Regions from separate parts of the Mus musculus genome. Here region 2 is linked to region 1. Evidence: chromatin contacts called from public Hi-C data. All regions are on one chromosome and are shown on one strand. The core of a region is the stretch at or near the end of the contact, and the rest is flanking DNA. Distances in the headings are between cores, read along the strand shown. Region 1 holds the start of Rufy2 (RUN and FYVE domain-containing 2). Region 2 overlaps Mypn (myopalladin).

Region 1 (3,169 bases), core at 21-2,520:
AGTACGGGCTGGAAAGAGGTTAATTCCCCATACCTGTGGTAAGCGCTTAACTCCAACTCCAGGGAGACCCGACGCCTCTGGAGGCCCCTACACTCAGGTACACACTCATTAAAAATAAAAATAATTTTTTTTAAACCAGCTGTTCCCCCAACACTCTAAACACTGCCGAGTGGCACAAATATTTTTCTGCGAAGATAGCAAAAGAGATGTGAAAACCAAACCTAACATTTATTAATCTCCAGAGAACTCTGCCATGTAGCTGTTTCTGTAGTCCCAGCGTCTGTGATTCTTGGGTCCAGCCTGGTCTAAACAGAGTGTTCTGAGGCAGCCAATGCTATATAGAGAGACCTGTCTCAAAAACAACCTTCAAGTAAATGACAAACCCAGGTGGTCAGTGCGTTCACAATTTAGTGGCCCACTCAAAACAAAACAAAACAGCTGGGCGTGGTGCGACACACTTTAATTCCAGAATTTGGGAGGCAGAGGCAGGAGGGAATCTCTGAGTTCGAGTCCAGCCTGGTCTACATAGCTAGCTCCTGGACAGCCAGGACTATGCAGTGAGAACCCGTTTCGAATAACAAAACAAGAGTCCCCTTGCTCTGGCACTTGGCTATGGTTTGCATCCCAGCTCTCTTAGGCTGACTTCCTCCGCAATCTGAAACAGCCCGGCTGGGTGATGAAGGATATGGCCACATCTTTTCCTCCACTCTCCGTCGAGGTGTGATTCCCTCCGTCCACCCCCGCTCCCGAAGTGAAACCACCTGACGTTTAATAATCGGCAGAATTCTCTTTTTAAGAGTGTTCATCACAACCTGTAACCTGCACCGGAGGAGCCTAGGACAGCGGCTGTGCAGCAGCGACCGCAGGTGGGGCTCCTCGGCAGTCCCTAGAGGCGGCCCCGCTCCCTCTGCGCCCCCAGCCTGCAAGGGGGCCCCGCGGAGCGCGCTCCTGGCACTACACCGCTCCCCTCCCCAGCCTTCCGCCCTGCATCCGCGTGACTGGGAAGCCATCCCTGTCCCTGGACGCCCTGGTCCCCGCCCGTCCGCCGACCCCAGCCGCCAGGCCCCAGGGCGGGCGGGGCGCAGGGATGCGGGCGGGCGGACGTTGCCATGGAGACCCCGGGAGCCCCCGGTTCCCGGGTGACTGCGTGACCCAAGCGAAGGATGGTGACCCCGGCTGCTGCCCTTACCCATGGCGGCGGTGCGTGCGGGACACGGGCTCGCGGAGCGGGTCAGCAGCTCCCCGCAGGCGCGCGGCGGCCACCGCGTCTGGCCCGGCTCGGCGCTGCCACAGCGCCCCTGGCGGCGGGAGGACGCCACGGCCGCGTGAAGCTGGTCCCCGCCGATCACCCCCACCCCCACCCCAACCCCCATTTGACCAACCCTGACAGCGTCAGAGAAAGAGGCGTGACGGGGACCTGGGGCACAGCGCCAAGGGAGGATGTAGATGCGGGCCTCAAGCTACCTGTCAAGGTTTCATCCTTGCAGGCTGGATGGGTTTAAGGAACACACCGGCCGACTCGGAGCTAGCCGACAGATTTTAGAAAACCTCACACAATTAGCAGAGCCGGCGGCTTGTAATGCCAGCATTTGAGAGATGGGAGTTAGATGGATCCGTAGTTGAAGACCAGGCTCACTTACATAATGGATTTGAAGCTCGCCTAGTCTCAAAGGAAGACACTAAATCCAGCTGCTAACCCCAGCACTCAACAGGAGTGGACGCAGGAGGACTGCTAGGACCTTGAGGTTACTCTGAGCTACCTAACAAGTGCCAGGTCGTCTAAGGATAGCTACAAAACCCCTGTTGCATGTAACAAAATGTGATACTTTGTAAGTGGGTATGGTGGACCTAGAAAATACCAACTCTTAGGAGTTGGAGGAAAGACACAAGACCCCAGTTCCATGTAACAAAATGTGATACTTTGTAAGCGGGTATGGTGGACCTAGAAAATACCAACTCTTAGGAGTTGGAGGAAAGACCTAGAGTGTTTGTTGCTTAAAAAAAAAAAAAAAATCCTTTCCTTAGTGAGGTGTAAACAACGTCTACCAAATGCTTCCAAAATTCTGAGGACACACCAAAAATGATTAACACCGTTCCCGCTGAAGAAGCAGTGAGTTATGGGGGATACTGGGGAGGACTTCGAAATCCCTCTAGGAATGATGACTCCTTCCTGGCTGCAGATAGTCACCCCTCCACTAGCCCCTCCCTTCCTATATGTTAGTTCCTCCCTAAGGCCATTTGCAGTTAGGGTAGAATTGCATACAACAGCTTGCAAGAGAAAGACTGGTTGTTCCTGTGAAGGTCCCATGACCCTCCCTCCCTGCCCTCCTATGAGGGAATTCAAGTCAACTTGCCCAGCTGTGATCTTTTGCAAGCAGATGTAGGCCAGTTTGCTGAAAACAGTGGTAGTTTTGACTCAGTCCTGTACAACACAGTTCAAGATCATTCTCCCAGACATTCGAGATTTCAAGGCCAGCCTGGGTTATACAGGGCTGTCTTTTAAAAAATGCACAGGCACACACACACACATGAATGCTTCCTCCTGCCTTTCAACTTGCCATAGATAAAACTTGCAACAGGCACCTGGGTGTGCTGCCTGTCATATACCTATAACCCCGGGATCCACCCTTCAGGCAAAAGCAAGCAGATCTTGATTCCGGAGCTAATAAACCCATCTCAAAAACTTAAACCACCAAAAGTGGGTAGACAGATGCAAGTCACAATGTTAACTCAACACTCTGGTTTAGAATGTTAAGAGATAGTTGCCTGAATCCAGCTGTCTCGGGACCAACGTCCATTCTGCTGGCAGAGTCAAAACTGAGTTCATGGTCCCAGGCCCCAGACCCAACACTTATTCTGCTTCTTCAGGGGTTTCATGTTTGTCTGTTATCCAGTAAAGGGGGGGTTGCCTTATCTAAAACAAGGCATGCAAGCATTGCTGGGGGTGAACTACCTGACTGCATGCAGCTTGCCCACTCCTTTGTTCCCTTATCATTCTGAATTCCAGACCAGAGTCCAGGGGGAGACCTGACTGCAAATCTGAATCAAGGACCTTGAAACCAGGTGACCCTGATAAGGCCCAGTCACCAATGTTTTAAGTCCTTGCTCAACCCCCTTGTGTTAAAATATGCTGGACAATGCTATGGCCCGGCCCATGCTTTGGGGTTCC
Region 2 (3,111 bases), core at 8-2,507, 140 kb before region 1:
CAAAAGCCCAGGAGAGGGACGCACAGGCACATTTGTGTTTGAGGAGCTCTGCGCTTGGGCACTTTATTCTTATTCTTTTTCTTAAGATTTATTTTATTTTATGTTCTGATCCCATTACAGATGGTTGTGAGCCACCATGTGGTTGCTGGGAATTGAACTCAGGACCTCTGGAAGAGCAGACAGTGATCTTAACCACTGAGCCATCTCTCCAGCCTAGACACTTTATTATTATTATTATTATTATTATTATTATTATTACTATTATTATATATGCATTGGTGTTCTGCCCACATGTATATGTATATATGTGTGTGTATGTATATATATGTATATGTGTATGTTTGTGTGTAAATATGTATGTATATGTGTGTATATGTGTTTGTGTGTATATATGTGTGTGTATATATATGTAAGTATATATATATGAGGGTGCCAGATTCTCACTGGAATTATAGACAGTTGTGAGCTTTGAAGACATTGACCCGGGGTCCTCTGGAAGAGCAGCCAGTAGTACACTTAACAGCTGTGCCATCTCTCCAGCCCCCCCCCCCACTCCTTTTTTAAAGACAGACTCCCATGTAGCCCAGACCCTTAACTCACTGTAGAGCAGAGAATGACCTTAAACTGATAATTCTGCCTTCACCTCCTAAGGGTTGGGATCATAGGCATGCACCACCCACTCCCAGTTTATGTGCTGCTGGGAAATGAACCCGAGCTTCATGCATGCCAAACCAATTGGACCAACTGAACTACATCCCTGGCCCCTTTGGCACGATCACGCTGGTTCAAAAAATTGTGCCCATCAGCGCCTGCTCTCATAACGCATAGTGAGCCCCTCTGGAAGGCCTGGCTCTCCTGTCACTGTACAGAAGCTTGAGGGCTGAATGTTTCTGAATGTAGTCTCCATTAGAACTTGTTTTCCTCTCCAATTTTTACAAACTACTAGCGAGGAAAAAAAAAAAAACCCGAAAAAAAAAAAACCCAGCTTTCTCCCTGAGTCTTGGGATGCCACAAAGACTTAGCAAAGCTTTCCATAGTTGCTAAGGCTGATGAGTGACATAGCTTACCAAAGGAAAAATAAAGACCCGTGTTTCATACGGTGTCTCTCTGCCATTGTGAAGATACCTCTCCAGCCCCTCCTATATCTTTTCTGGTGTGTTTTGTTCTGGTCTGTTTTCAAGCACAGCTGTTATTGTTGATCACTCTTACTAGTTCGAGTTCGTGGTCATCTTTAATTTCGGCCGGCATTTATTACCAGACTGACTTTTCTTGCGGTCACGGCCATCCTGTTCTGAGTGACTCACGGGCCTCTTCTTTGGGCTCTCAGACTGAGTACGGATTTATTTCTTTATTTTGATGACTTTTCAACAAGTGCCAAATGCCACAGAGAAGAGAGCTAAGCTGATTAACACTGAATGACTTCAGAGAGAAAGAGGCCAAGGACTGCTTGTTTTGTTTTTTTATTATTTTTAAATATGTGTATGGGCCAGGTCATAGGCACATTAGCACAGGAGTATTGGACCCTCTGAAGCTGAACTTAAGGGTGGTTGTGAGCCGCCTAGCATGGGTGCTGGGAACTGAACTTGGGTCCTCTGGAAGCACCCAGCCCTGAGCCTATTTACTTGATTTCAGAGTTTTAGAAATAATACTATAATGTATGGGATACTTGCCAAAAAAAAAAAAAAAAAAAAAAAAAAAAGCTTTGGGTTTGGTTTGGCTTGGCTTATATGTGTATTTGCATAAGTTTTAAACTGTGATTGGTTGATTGATTGGTTGATTGACTGATTGATGGTCTAGTAATTTTTCTGTATTCTAGGGGTATGGTTCATTTGCTAGAGTCCTTACCTAACATGCGCCAAGTCCTAGGTTTACCCGAGTACCATATAAACTGAGCATAACGCTCTAATGCACGCTTCTAATGTCAGCGCTCGGGAGGCTTTATAGATCAGGAGGGTCAGTTCAAGGTCATCCTTGATTACTAATGAGCTCAAGGCTAGCCTGGGCTATTGGAGACTCTGTCTCATTATAGCCATATAGCCTAAATGCATACAGTCGTTGTTATATGTTTGTAAATGTTTCTTGTAGAGGAAGGTCCAGAATGCAGGAAAGAGACAAAGAGCCGCTACAGGAACGCTTTTTCCGACCACATTTCCTGCAGGCCCCTGGGGATATGGTGGCTCACGAGGGCCGCCTCTGTCGGCTGGACTGTAAGGTATTTCCTTAGCGCCAGGTCTCTCCAGATTTTGCATCTGGTTATTTCTTTACACTCATTTGTGTTTGTATTTGCTTTATGGGGTTTTCTCTCAGATGAAGGGGGCTTGGGAAGGGAGGGAAATTCTCCTCTCTAGGCTCTTTCAGAGCGGGGGATCTTTTTGATACCATACACAAATGTGTCCTTAGCATCTTAACTCACCATATCTTAATAATACAAAGTATGGAAGCATAAAACTTTTAAAGCAAAACCATTTTATGTGGGCATTATGTCAAGTTGATTCTTCATTTTGAGACAATAACCAAAGGTTAACTTGTGGACTTTTCTATATCGTCCCTGGACCCTTTATTACTATGAAGCCAGAAGTTATAATCTTGTGTCTTTGGTCACAGGGAAGGGAGAAACTTCTTTTTTTTTTTTTTTTTCCTCACACTAAGCCACCTCTGTTACCTTTTGTCATTCCGCATTCTAATTTCCCAATCTGAAATGAGGTTTCACATTGGCAAGGCAAAGGTCTCTCAGGGTAATGAACTCTGACGTCATCACTTCTGTGTCAGGCGACCGTGCAGGGTGTTATGGGAAATGTAGGCGCAGTCAGTGCAGGCTGGAGAGCAGGCTTGTGCAGAGAGCCCCTTTCTGTGTGCGGCTCTCATCCCTCAGTTGCCACCTAAATAATATTCAGGTTGTATGCTCCCCTGCCTCTCTAGACTTTAAAAAACATCAGCGCCTGGCTCCTCTTCCCGGAAATTCAGTTTTAATATTATAATTAGTTCTCAAGTTTTTTGGGTTTTTGGGTTTTTTTTGATAGTCCATGAACAAAATTTGAGAATGGTGATTTAACCTTTGATTTGAGAACCTTTTCTGACTCTGGTGTCTAAGCCGAAGTCATCTCTTTTACT

Evidence for each region. Hi-C and Micro-C count contacts between places; a contact is called where the count stands out from the background.
Region 2: a contact with region 1 is called in a Hi-C map of muscle stem cells, with 2.2 times the contacts expected there. The contact joins the enhancer-like site here to the promoter of Rufy2 in region 1. A contact is called at or near these places in 4 of 39 promoter capture datasets (cranial neural crest, hematopoietic stem and progenitor cells, liver and 1 more), 4 of 15 datasets of contacts at CTCF or cohesin (the G1E-ER4 cell line, embryonic stem cells, large pre-B cells and 1 more), 21 of 484 Hi-C or Micro-C datasets (B cells, the G1E-ER4 cell line, the HL-1 cell line and 9 more), 5 of 115 datasets of contacts at active chromatin or transcription factors (the SCID.adh cell line, embryonic stem cells, large pre-B cells and 1 more) and 3 of 9 other capture datasets (adipose tissue, embryonic stem cells and liver).

The regions. Positions count from the first base shown.
Region 1 is chr10:62,978,353-62,981,521 of GRCm38.p6, reverse strand. It overlaps Rufy2 (RUN and FYVE domain-containing 2), which reads right to left and starts at 1,270. Exons shown (of 18, transcript NM_027425.4): 1 at 1,190-1,270. The coding sequence starts at 1,193.
Region 2 is chr10:63,122,372-63,125,482 of GRCm38.p6, reverse strand. Mypn (myopalladin) reads left to right here. Exons shown (of 20, transcript NM_182992.2): 16 at 2,086-2,212. Among named protein-coding and RNA genes, the nearest start is that of Atoh7, 24 kb to the right of the region's middle. Within about 2 kb of position 1,257, at least 11 of the 459 cell types and tissues checked have an H3K27ac peak or open chromatin away from gene starts, as enhancers often do. A contact at or near this core is called in the HL-1 cell line, muscle stem cells, pre-B cells and 1 more, where this site is marked.